2 separate regions of the Mus musculus genome follow, and region 2 is linked to region 1. The links are chromatin contacts, called in public Hi-C maps. All regions are on one chromosome and are shown on one strand. Each heading gives the region's core, a stretch centred on a gene start, on an enhancer-like site or on the middle of the called end of the contact. The rest is flanking DNA. Distances are from core to core; before and after follow the strand shown.

Region 1 (5,504 bases), core at 1,724-4,223:
CGTCAGGTCCTGAACCTTCTTCTGCAGCTTCATGACCTCTGTCATCAGCAGCTGCGTCAGGCCAGACTCCCCTGATGCATCTGGGGACCATGCGGTGTCAGATGGAGCCTGCGGTTGTCACCTGCAGACCCCGTGCTGGTCCTTGTCCGTAAGTGTGCATTTGAAGACTAGGGGGGACAGAGGGAGCATTCCTGGCCTCCCACAGAGAAAACTGGTAGGATGGGTCTCTCAAGACTGAGTGTGCTCAGTAGGCCCAGTTGGCCTTGCTGTCCCTCACAGGTGAACTGAGATTCTGACTCATCACCCAGGGCCACTCACATGCCCTGGGTGAAGACTCCAGTTGACCCTCTTCTCCCCCTAGCCCCTGGTTTTTGAGACAACGTCTTGCTATGTAGTCCAGTCTGGCCTCTCACTCAAGAGATCTGTTGGCCTCTGCCTCCAGACTACCAGGGCTAAAGGTGTGTGCCATCGCCCCTGCCCTGTTTATCTCACAGTGCTCTTTATGAGATGAATGAGAATTGATGGGGTTGTGGCTCTTCCATCAGGAGAGGACACCTCTGTCCCCTCTGGGAACTGTAGGATTCTGCTCTTGGCTGACAACTGGGCCCTGCAGAAATGGCACTTCAGAGGGGTCACTACTTCTCAGTGAAATTTCCAGGCTGTGAGTAGGAAAGGCAGAGAAGGGCTCCCCTTCTAGAGACCAGTAAGAGCTCAGCAATTCAGGAAGACCCTGCCCCCTAGAGCCTGTGAGTATCATCAGGGACCACTACCCTGATCTACATCGTAAGGCTTGTTATCACACTTAGTCACTCCAACGCCATCATAGAAGCCAGGACCCGAGTCCACCCACAGCAACAACCCACACCCGTGCCTCTCACCAATGATCATGGAGAAGACGCGTGCTGGCTCCTTGCCAGTGACTTTCCGGTATAACTGAGGGTAGTAGAGCTCCAGGCTCTCGAGGAAAGCCACGTAGCCCTTGTGGCCTGTCCGCTGCAGGATGTCCAGGAGCACACCTTCAGGTGGAAGACAGAGTCAAGGCCAAGGGCTGGCGGGTGGAGGCTCTTGGAGATGGGTAGGATGATTACTCTGGGTAGACATCCCAAGCTCTAGCAACCCCCTTCCTTCTGGGCCATTGAATAAGGCGCCCTGCAGGTCTCAAGTCTAGGTGGGACAGGGTGCTGCCTTCCCTCTGGTGGCTGTCTCAGGCAGGGCCTGAACAGTGGTGGGGACTCCCCTTCCTCCACTGGGCAACAGCAGGTAGACAGGACAAGAGGGGAGGAGTCTCTCACTCATATATCCTACACGGGGATGGAGCTGAGTGGGGACAAGGCCAGGGCAGTGAAGAGAGCATGGAGTGGCCTCTGGCTGGGTGTCTTATGGGGGTCATGCAGGGCTAGAGCCTGCTGGTGTGGGAGCAGTCCTCACCCACTTTCCGCTTGCGGATGACCAGGTTGGGGTCACTGAGCACCTGCTCCTCATCATCGGGGTTCAGGACTTTGCACTGGCGTAGATAGGGTGTGATCCGGGAGGGGTCAATGACAGAGATGAGCTTCACCCGGAAGCTCTCCAGGGTGCTCCAGCACTCGTCGTCATTCTCATAGTCTGACATGTCCTCTGTAGGCTGCGGTTATAATTGGGGAGAGCAGCTGAGGAAGTGCCCACCTTCTGTTCCCTGTCAGCCTAGGATAGGACCCAGGCCTGAGTGTCAGGGCAGGGCTTTGGGCAGGGTCAGAAGGGATCCGTTCTAGGGAAATTTCAGGGCTCAGCCCTATCTCCTCAGCCTCATGGACAGTTTCTGAGGGGAAGCAGAGGTCCATAGACAAGCCACCTCAGACCACCTGTCAAACTGAGCACCCCCAAGCAGCTGCCCGGCCCCTGTCATCTCAGGCTTTCTCATATGGATATGTAGGGAAGTGACCGGTTGGGGTCTAAGAGAATACTCTTTGTACAACAGCCCTGCTCTAGCTTCTGCCCCTACCCAAAAGTGCTCTGGCATGCCCTGGAGGTAGGAGCTTTTGCCTCTAGTGGCCATCCTACATAGTACCTTCTTGGGTGGCATGGACCCTTGCTGGCCAGTCTCCAGATTGGGACTAAGAGGGTCAGGTTGGCTGGAGGCTTTCTCACTGTGCAGGGGGCCAGGCCTATGTCTGACTTCCTCCTTCCCTGACAGCCCCGTGCCCTTCAGGCCTTCCGTTGTAGCCAGCTGGTGATGCAACAGCCTGTGGCACGGTGCTATTCCGGGAGGGCTGGGAGGGTTGGCCGCAGGAGCATGTCTGCCTTCCTGCTAGGCTGGAGTATACTGGAAGGGCAGGCAATGTCATCCACAGTCTACAGACATCTGCTGTGGCTTCCCTCCAGTTTGCTTTTCTGCCGCTAGATGAGCCCTGGCCTTTGGCCACATGATGGGAATCAACCAGGCCAGTTGTATGTAGGGGGTTACTCATGTGGACAAGTGTAGCCTCAGTGAATGGCTTCAATGATTTTAGGGCTGAGTTAAGGTGGCCATAGAGCGCCCCTGGCTCAGTCCCTAACCCCAGCGGAGCTGCACCTCCAGTTAGAGACACGGCCATGGCAGGCCTCTTCTTCAGAGGCATCTCTTGGCTTCCTGCTGCTTTCTGGTTGACCCAGTGGACAGACATTTCTCTAAACCTTGGGCCTATGGCCTGCCATTGCAGCCCCACAGCCACATGGTCCAGCACTGGAGGACTATGCTGCAGTGTACAAGGATTAATCAAATGAAGGCGTGAGGATGGAGGATGCCACCTGCCTGTAGGTACTTACGCGCTCCAGGATCCCCAGCAGTCACCACAGGCTTCCACCCACCTTCCTGGAAGGGTACTGAACTTACCTCAGGGTCTTGTGAGAGCTACCTGCCAGCAGATGCTGTCTGGGTTATGGACATACCAGGAGCCTGGGTCTCTGGGAGTGTGGAGGGGTTCCCTAACTGGAGAAGGGTGGAGCCATGAAGGAGGCTGTGCACTTCCTGATTGATGTGTTCTGGTTGACGCCACAAGCCAGCCAGTCCTCCCGCAGGGGACAGTCTACCTTCTGATTGGCCCATCCAGGAACAGAACAGAGGGAAGTAGAAGTACTCTGGGAGCAGAGGAGCCCTCCCTGCCTGCTCATCTGAACTGGATGGGCAGTCCAAGGTCCTCCTGGATCCAGGCTTCTGAAAGTTGCTTTTCTAACATGGCCCTGCCTCATATCCTCATCTGCCGTCTAAGGACAGTGGTGCAGGGTAGGTGCAGTGGGACAAAGCTTGGTCAAAATCTACAAGCTGTAGGCAGCTATAGTCCTCTATGGATTGCGTGCCACAGCCTCTCCTTCAGGGTGGCCCTTCAAGAGTCAGCCTGAGGTGGGCGTGGGGACCTGCTAGCCCTGCCCAGCCAGTGTAGCTGTTAGACAGGCGCTGCTGTCTAGCCTACAAGATGAGTTGAGGCAAAAGCTTCCAGTGCTGTATGGGAAGGAAGGGTGGGACACTTATGCAGAGCCCCAGCTGGCCCCTTCTGTAGCTTACTGGCCCTCTGCTTGCTCCTATGGGGACAGTGGCCTTGAAAATACTTCCAAAAGCAGCAGTCAGGAGTCCTCTTTGGCCTTGGGGGGCCACACTGCTAGGGATTGTGGCTTGCTGGGTTTCCAGGACGGCAAGGGAGTCCATCCATGGCTTTGCAGTCACTCCAGGAAGGAGGTCACAAGGCCTCCACAGTGGTGGCTTCTTAAAAGTGTTAATAACATGAAACTTTTGCTCATAAAACTGAAGTGGAAGTCAATAGCACAGATAGCTGAAGAAACCCCAAGTTCTCCAGAATGGAGAAACCCAGTGCAGAGGTTAGAAGGAGCCATGACAAACACGCGTCCCTGGATGTGTGACGGCCATCAGCTGGAGTGACAGCTGGTACAATCACTAGGACTAGGCTGGTCATACCATTTTACTATGAGCTGCAAGCTTCCCACAGAGGATGAACACATGTAAAAACTAAATCCTGGCCAGCCTGGTCTACAGAGGGAGTTCCAGGACAGCCAGGGCTACACAGAGAAACCTTGTCTCGAAAAACAAAAACAAAACAAACAAACAAAAAATAACTAAATCCTGGAGAGCCAAGGGCCCAGGATGTATAGTCTGGTGTCATGGAAATAGTGACTAAGAAAAAGGAGAGATGAACCGGCAGTTAAGAGCACTGACTGCTCTTCCAGAGGTCCTGAGTTCAATTCCCAGCAACCATCTGGAAGGGATCCGATTCCCTCTTCTGGTTTGTCTGAAGGGAGTGACAGTGTACTCACATACGTAAAACGCTTTTTTTTTTTTTTAAAAAGGGAGAGACAAGACCCAATGGGGTCTCAGCACCATGCCAAACACAAGCCTCCTATCCAGTGAGAGCTGCTGCTGTGGTAGATGCTGGTTCTGGGGACCTCCCTGAGAGATACAGGCCAGATGGGGACCTCGCCTAGGGGTACAGGCTAGATGACATATCTCCCCCCCCTTTTTTTCTTTTTTAAAGATTTATTTAGGTATGGGTGCTCTGTCTGCATGTACACTGTGTGCCAGAAGAAGGCATCAGATTCCATTATGATCTACCATGTTGGTGATTGAACTCAGGACCTCTGGAAGAGCAGTCAATGATCTTAACCATTGAGCCATCCCAACACATTTTCTTGAAATGGGAAGAAACGCTGATTCTCTATTCTCTCTGCTCTCTGGTAAAGTGCTGGGTCCAGGGGCTGCCTGGGCAGCAAAGGGTGTAAGAGGTTCCCAGAACTGGCAGACAATCACATCCCCAGTTGATGGTGGGCACCCAGCTCTAGACAAAATCACCAAAGGCTATACATTGCTTTTTAAGTGAAAATTAGGCATTTCCTTTATTCCCTCACATACACGGCCCCAAGTCTGTTAACAGGTAGCCTGTGATCACGTGGCCACTGCTATCACCACAGCCTGTAGATCGCTACCGACAGCTTGGTCCTCAGCCTGCAGCTTTCTGGCTTCCCGTCTTCTTGCTGAGGGTTGTGTACTGCTTCTGGGCAGGCTTGGGCCCTGCCTCTTGCCTAGTGAGAGCTGGATTCTGGACCCCTTGACGCCTTGTCCTGAAACACAGGATACTCTTGACAGTGCCTGCCCCTCACCAGGCCCCAGACGTCAGGACAGACCACACAGATGGGGCTGCTGAGCAGCAAGGACTGAGCTGGCACTGCACTGGGGACAGACAGCTCAGCGGATGGCGGTGGCTTCACAACTAGAATGCCCTGACCACCTCAGTCCCATCAATGTCCTTGGTCACCTGCTGACCTGCACCCAGGGACCCAACAGTGAAAGCAACAAGGTAGAGCCCGGGATTTGTGGTCAGAGGAACTGCAGGTAATTATGCTCATGGGCTGCAAGTGGTGAACACCCCAAGACTTGCACTGAGTCAGCAGTGCCACCTCAGGAAAGCAGCCAGAGGGTGCTCTGAGAGCTGACACCCCAGCAAAGAAGGGGATAAAACTCAGGCAAAGGGGAGGAGGGC
Region 2 (5,504 bases), core at 2,226-4,725, 170 kb before region 1:
GAGCCTGGGGTTCCAACTTGGATAAGAAAGAACACCCACCTGAAGAGGGGCTCAGAGCCACAAAGGCATCTGGAGCATGCTCTGTGAGACCAACACACCTGCTTGGGAGAGCAGATGCAGATATAGCAGATGCAGCAGCTCACAGCCCACGGCTTCCTTCTCCTTGGCTTGCCTGCCTGGAAGTGGGAAGAGATCTAAGTGCTAAATTCTTAGGCCAAGAAGTGGGCAGGGTCTTCCTAGGTCGGGTTTACTGGTTCTGTAGGCCCTGCCATTGTTTTAAATGATGATGGGGCATGTCCCAGCTTGTTCCACAGCAGAACTGAGTCTCTATAGCAGTTTGCTAGATTATTCCCCAGGAAGTGTCCAAACACCACCTTAGCCCCATCTAGGAAAGGGTCTGTCTCTGCAGATGAAATTTAGGTGGGCCCTTGCTATGTGACTGGTGATCAGGGTGAGTTTCATCTAGTGACAGCTGTCCTTAAAGGGTCAGGCAGAGGAAGAGTAGTCATGGGGTGACAGGGGTGGCAGTTAGGGTAATGTGGCCACAAGCCAAGGAATAGTGGAGCCATAGAGAAAGGCAGAGCCTCTGAGAGAACGTGGTCTCACCATACCCAGACATCTGACTTATGGCTTCCAGAGCTAATATTTCCTTTCCTTTGTATCAAGCCACACGGAGGGTAGCTGTGGTGTTAATCTCAGAGTACTTCTACATAGACCTGATATGTGACCCTGAAACCCATTGACTGCTTCTTGGTCCTCTCCTGAAGCCTAGCTCTGCCGTCTGACCCATGCCAACTCCATTCTGTCTCTTAACCCCCTTTCCTGTCCTGACTTACAAGGCCTGGGTAACACATAGACTTGTATCATACTTGTGTGATTCTAGCAGGGTGAGCCACTGAGGTCAGAGCAGGAATGGAGAGGGAGGGTCTCAGGAAGAGAGGTTTGTGGAGGGGCTTGGGCAGGAGTATATAAGAAAGAAAGACTGACTCCTAGGAAGCTGGGCGTGTGCAGCAGGGATGGTGTGCTGGAGATGACAGCTGCTCCCAGCTGTGAGCCCAGCTGGCTGTGTGGATATGCCCTGGTTCTACCTCAGATGGGGAGACAGCAGGTAAAACCTGTGCTTATAAAAACTGGGGAGAGGTCTTCTCAGGTCTCCTCCTCTGAGGTGTCCTGGTGGGCCAGAAACACAACTTGGAGTTTGAACACAAACCCTCTGACCCAGGCCTGGCTTCCTCCTGCTTTGCCTGCTCCCTGAGCTGAGCCTAGTCTGGGATACAAGGTGTGTCTTTGTTTTGTCCACTTGATGATCAATGACAATATCTTGTATGGCAATTAAGTGTCCATCAGCCTCTTCCTCCTTCCCACACCAAACCCTTCCCAATGCAGGGTGACCTGGCCCGCCCCTCACTCTTCCACCCAAAAGAAAATAAATAGTCAGGTCTTCTGGGGGGGGGGTGCTGCAGGAGGGGCTGCCCAATGCAATCAACCAAAGAGGCCCAGAGCTTTGCAAGTGATTTGATTAATCAACGTAATGGTTTTGCAACCTGAGTCCAGGAAGCTGGGGTTAAGGCTTTTGTGTCCGGTGCCAGTGCCTAAGCCCCTGCCCATCAAGAATGTGGGCTCTCAGACCCCAGTCAATCCCACCACCTGAAACTGGAGCACCAGGGCCCAAGCAGTGTTGACTTTGGCTCCTGGACAGGGTCCCAGGTTCTTCAGACTCCGCAAGGCTACTCTGTACTGAGTAATTTGGGCACTTTCCCTGGAGGTTAGGTGCTAACTAGGTCCATAAATCTTTTTGTTCCAAATTGCAGACCTTTTCGTTGCTGACACTGATTTGAAGTTTAAACACAACCAGGAGCTGTATTTAAAGTCTTAAATGATTTTGTGAATTCTCTATCACCCCAAACCCTCATGGTACCTCTCAGGAAAGGCTGGGAGCTCAGCTCTGATGGGTGTGGGCTCCTCTTGGTCTGAGATGAAGCTGATGGAGCAGTCTTTCAGTACCAACCTGTCCTGGGCACTAACACCCATCAGTGAGCCGGGGGCAGCTGGCAGCGAAACCTGGAAGCTGGAGTCCACCTCTCCCTTATTCTCTGTCAGCTCCATCCTCCTAGGTCCTAGCCTTAGAGCAAGTCCTTAGAGCTGACTGTACTTGAAGCTTAGTGACAGCTCCCTGGGTGGCCACCTTTTCCTTTCACAGATGGAGAACAGAGATGACTAGAGTATTGCAGGAAGCTTTGGAGAGTGGAGCTTCCTGACCCATACCGTCCGCGCTGGGCAAGCGGCAGCTTACCTCATCTCTGGGATGGAGTTTGGAATTTTTAGATCAAGAGATAAAATGTCCCCTGGTGGTGAAGGTTTAAAGGGAATCACAGACCTGCCTAGGGGTCCATTGGTGTAGAGGACCCAGTTCTGTACAGGAACTGAATACTTCTGCACCCGCCCTTACCCCCCAGCCTACTTCCTCAGAGTAAACTGTTCACATCCAGGAGAGCACTAGCAGGGTGGACAGCACAGACTGGGCCCTGTGCCTGCTTCCCAGCCACTTGCTTTGGACAAATACAGTGACCTGTGTTGAGCCTGGAGCGCCAACCTTTTCATCGAGAAAGATTTAATTTATTGGGAGCGCAAAGCCACAAATCACGGACATGGAGATTTATCGCCTCCAGGGGCAGAACGGACCATGGAGAGGATGCAGTCTCCCCAGCTCGACCCACTCCTTTAATAAAGTTGAAAATGTAAAATATGCCTGCTCCATCCCATGCAGTGCTGTGGGCAGTGAGCAGGGTTTATGGAAGGAAGTACAGGACAGAGCCCTCATCTCATTACAGGAGAGCCACAGCCAGTGGCTCGAAGGCCACTGCCCAAGCGCTTGTGATTAAAGTGCTCGGGCAGCTTAGAAAGCCCAGTACTGCATAGGGGTGGGGAGGCACTGTTCCCACACCTCAGGGTGGGGGAGCCTGGGGCTGCAGCAAAGCTAAGACAGCCGCTGATCACCTATAAACAGTGCCAGGAAAGAAGTGACATTCCCAGGCCAGGAACCTGCAGCAGGTGGCATTTGGAGGACCGGGGATAAAACTGCACTGTGGGTTTCTATGTTGTTGCAAGGTGTGGGTTATGAGGTGTATTTTGTCCCTTACAGTCCCGGGACCCATTTATTGTTCAGGACACTCTTCCCATACTCTTGTTCTGTCCTTGCCCTGCTGTCCTGGGTGCCTGCAGGTCACATAGTGGAGCCATTCCTAATCACCAGCGCAGGACTGGGCCAAGGAAGCTATTGGTGCTGATGGAGAAAGAGAAAGCCGGGAGAGGGGAGCTGAGGTCTCTGTGTGCGGCTGAGGGGTCCACTTCCCAAGGGTGCATGCAGGCTTCCCCTGCCGGGCATTCCAACTGGCGTGGGTCCTGGGGAGTGTCCAGTACCTGCAGGACCAGGGACAAGTTAGGCAGGCACTGAGTGGCCTTTTCTCTAGTTGGAGCTGAGCCAAGGGTGGGGCTACTGCCTCCAACCCAGGCTTGATCTTCCACAGTGTTTGTGGTTTTGCTATGAGGTGTGAGCATTTCTACTTCCCCTTTAGTTCTCAGTGCTTTGGACAGAAGACCGGATGTAAACAGGCTGGGCCTAGAAGTTTGGGAAAGTTTGTAAGTAATGAAGACAGAGAGAATAGACTGTCCTGGTGAGCCTCCTGGTCCAAGCCTGGCGGGTGTGTGTAGGTAAACCTGGCTGGGTGGAAATGTTGAATATGAAGGTGTGTGTGTGTGCGCGTTCGTGCGGGCGTGCATGTGTGCATGTGTGCGTGTGTGTGGTGTGTGTGTGTGTGTGTGTGTGTGTGTGTGTGTGTGTGAGGAGTAACCAGAGTGGGCCCTGGATGAAGCCTAGAGATTGCTTGCAGGGCAGACAGCTGCTATGTCTCTCCCATACTATGGAGTCAGAGTTTGAGGACCTAGTTCTCCCAGTTTTCCTGAGGAGTCCCAGACCTGGAGGGACACTTCTGCCCATTTCTACCACTGTCTGTGACTCCCCTCATCCTTTAGGTCTTGCCAGAACCCTGACAACCATTCTTTGGAGAATTGCTGTTCTAGAGCTTCATGCAGGCTCTCTAACAGGTGACTTCAAAGGAGCAGGTTAGAGTCTGAGTTAGCCCCTCAGGAAATTTCAGAGTCAGATGCTGGGCCTATAGTCCTCAATGCTCAGGCCACCAGGCACAGAAGGATGGGCAGTCAAACCTCTTCAACCACATGCAGGAAAATGGACTCTCAATGGTAAGGACTGTATTCAAAGACACAAAGAAGTTGAGGGTCCAAAGAGGGCCTTGACTAACCTCTAACAGAGAGACGACTCTTGAAGGGACACCCTGGGCTGACATTCCAGGTGCAGCCCTTTCCCACTCCCCCTCTGCAGGCTGTCAGTCAGGCCTGCTGCTTCTCCCTTGGTGGATGCTGCTCCCTTCTGTGGCACCATCCCTGACAGTACACTCTTTCAGTGGCCTTCAAAACAGTGTCTGGTTCCAGAGCCCAGAAGCCTTTCCTAGAAGTTTGTCTGATAGATAGCATTGAGGTGTCCCTCTGACCAGGCGGCACGAGGCCCCTAAGGAGCAGCATGGTGGATGGTCAGAGCTGGAGGAGTTCCGGCAGAAAAGGGGAGCATGCCTGTGTGCACATGACTGTGTATATGATGTCTCTTAGTGTGCTCCTGCGTGTGTGAGCATGCACTTGGGTGCACACCCAGCATGCGCACATGTCTATATCTAGAGCATGCATGTGCCGTGCATGCATGTATCTCTGTGCATTCGTGTAACTGGGCGTTCTATAGCCATGTGCACACACAGGATGGACAACATCTTGAGTGGGTATGTGTGTGTGAGGAGCTCTGCAAGTCGGCTCACCCTCCAGGCTCTGCTGTGCCAAGCATACTGGGGTTGGAGTTCTGAGCTCCTAGGAAGGAGAAACCTGCTGCCCACAGCCTAGCACTTTGAGCCTGCTGTGACCTCATGTCAAGCTACACAGGCCTTAGCAGAGATGGCCTCCTGGCCTCATTCCCCAGCTAGCACTCACTCTAGCTCTGAGTCCACCCACATGTCCGGCCCCTACCCCCCACCCAAGCACTCTACTTAATGTCTTTCTCATCAGGAGTTTTAAATTATAAGCCTAAATGAGGTCTATAAATTTTACTTCATAAAATCCCAGGCACATCATTCTCCAACAGAAACAGCTCTCTAAGAAATATTTTCCTTGCGACCCCCTCCCCCTGTGCAATATAACATTTATTCTAATATTAAAATGGCAGGTGTTCTATAAATCGTGAGTCTTCTGCTCTCTTCATTGATTTTCTCACAGCCTCCAGCCCGTTCGTAGAAGCCAAGTGTGAGTATCAGTCTATTCGATTGAGATTCATACCCTATTTGGGGGTCAAAGAGCGAGACCTTGTGAGCTTGAACTTCTATCAGCCCAACGCTGATCAATATTTGGAGATATATTGGGGGTTATCCGCTCAAACAGATTAAGTG

What was found. A called contact is a pair of places that touch in the nucleus more often than the background predicts.
Region 2: a contact with region 1 is called in a Hi-C map of the HPC-7 cell line, with 1.7 times the contacts expected there. The contact joins the enhancer-like site here to the promoter of Card9 in region 1. A contact is called at or near these places in 13 of 39 promoter capture datasets (the 3T3-L1 cell line, 3T3-L1-derived adipocytes, the C10 cell line and 10 more), 1 of 484 Hi-C or Micro-C datasets (the HPC-7 cell line), 4 of 115 datasets of contacts at active chromatin or transcription factors (embryonic stem cells and large pre-B cells) and 2 of 9 other capture datasets (adipose tissue and embryonic stem cells).

The regions. Positions count from the first base shown.
Region 1 is chr2:26,357,936-26,363,439 of GRCm38.p6, forward strand. It overlaps Card9 (caspase recruitment domain family, member 9), which reads right to left and starts at 2,974. Exons shown (of 13, transcript NM_001037747.3): 1 at 2,852-2,974; 2 at 1,429-1,624; 3 at 879-1,016; 4 at 1-80. The coding sequence starts at 1,612. Gm13562 (a long non-coding RNA gene) reads left to right here and starts at 75. Exons shown (of 3, transcript XR_003953774.1): 1 at 75-148. It overlaps Snapc4 (small nuclear RNA activating complex, polypeptide 4), which reads right to left. Exons shown (of 23, transcript NM_172339.4): 23 at 4,830-5,085.
Region 2 is chr2:26,185,221-26,190,724 of GRCm38.p6, forward strand. No RefSeq gene overlaps it. Among named protein-coding and RNA genes, the nearest start is that of Gm35745, 9.5 kb to the left of the region's middle. Within about 2 kb of position 3,476, at least 49 of the 459 cell types and tissues checked have an H3K27ac peak or open chromatin away from gene starts, as enhancers often do. A contact at or near this core is called in the HPC-7 cell line, where this site is marked.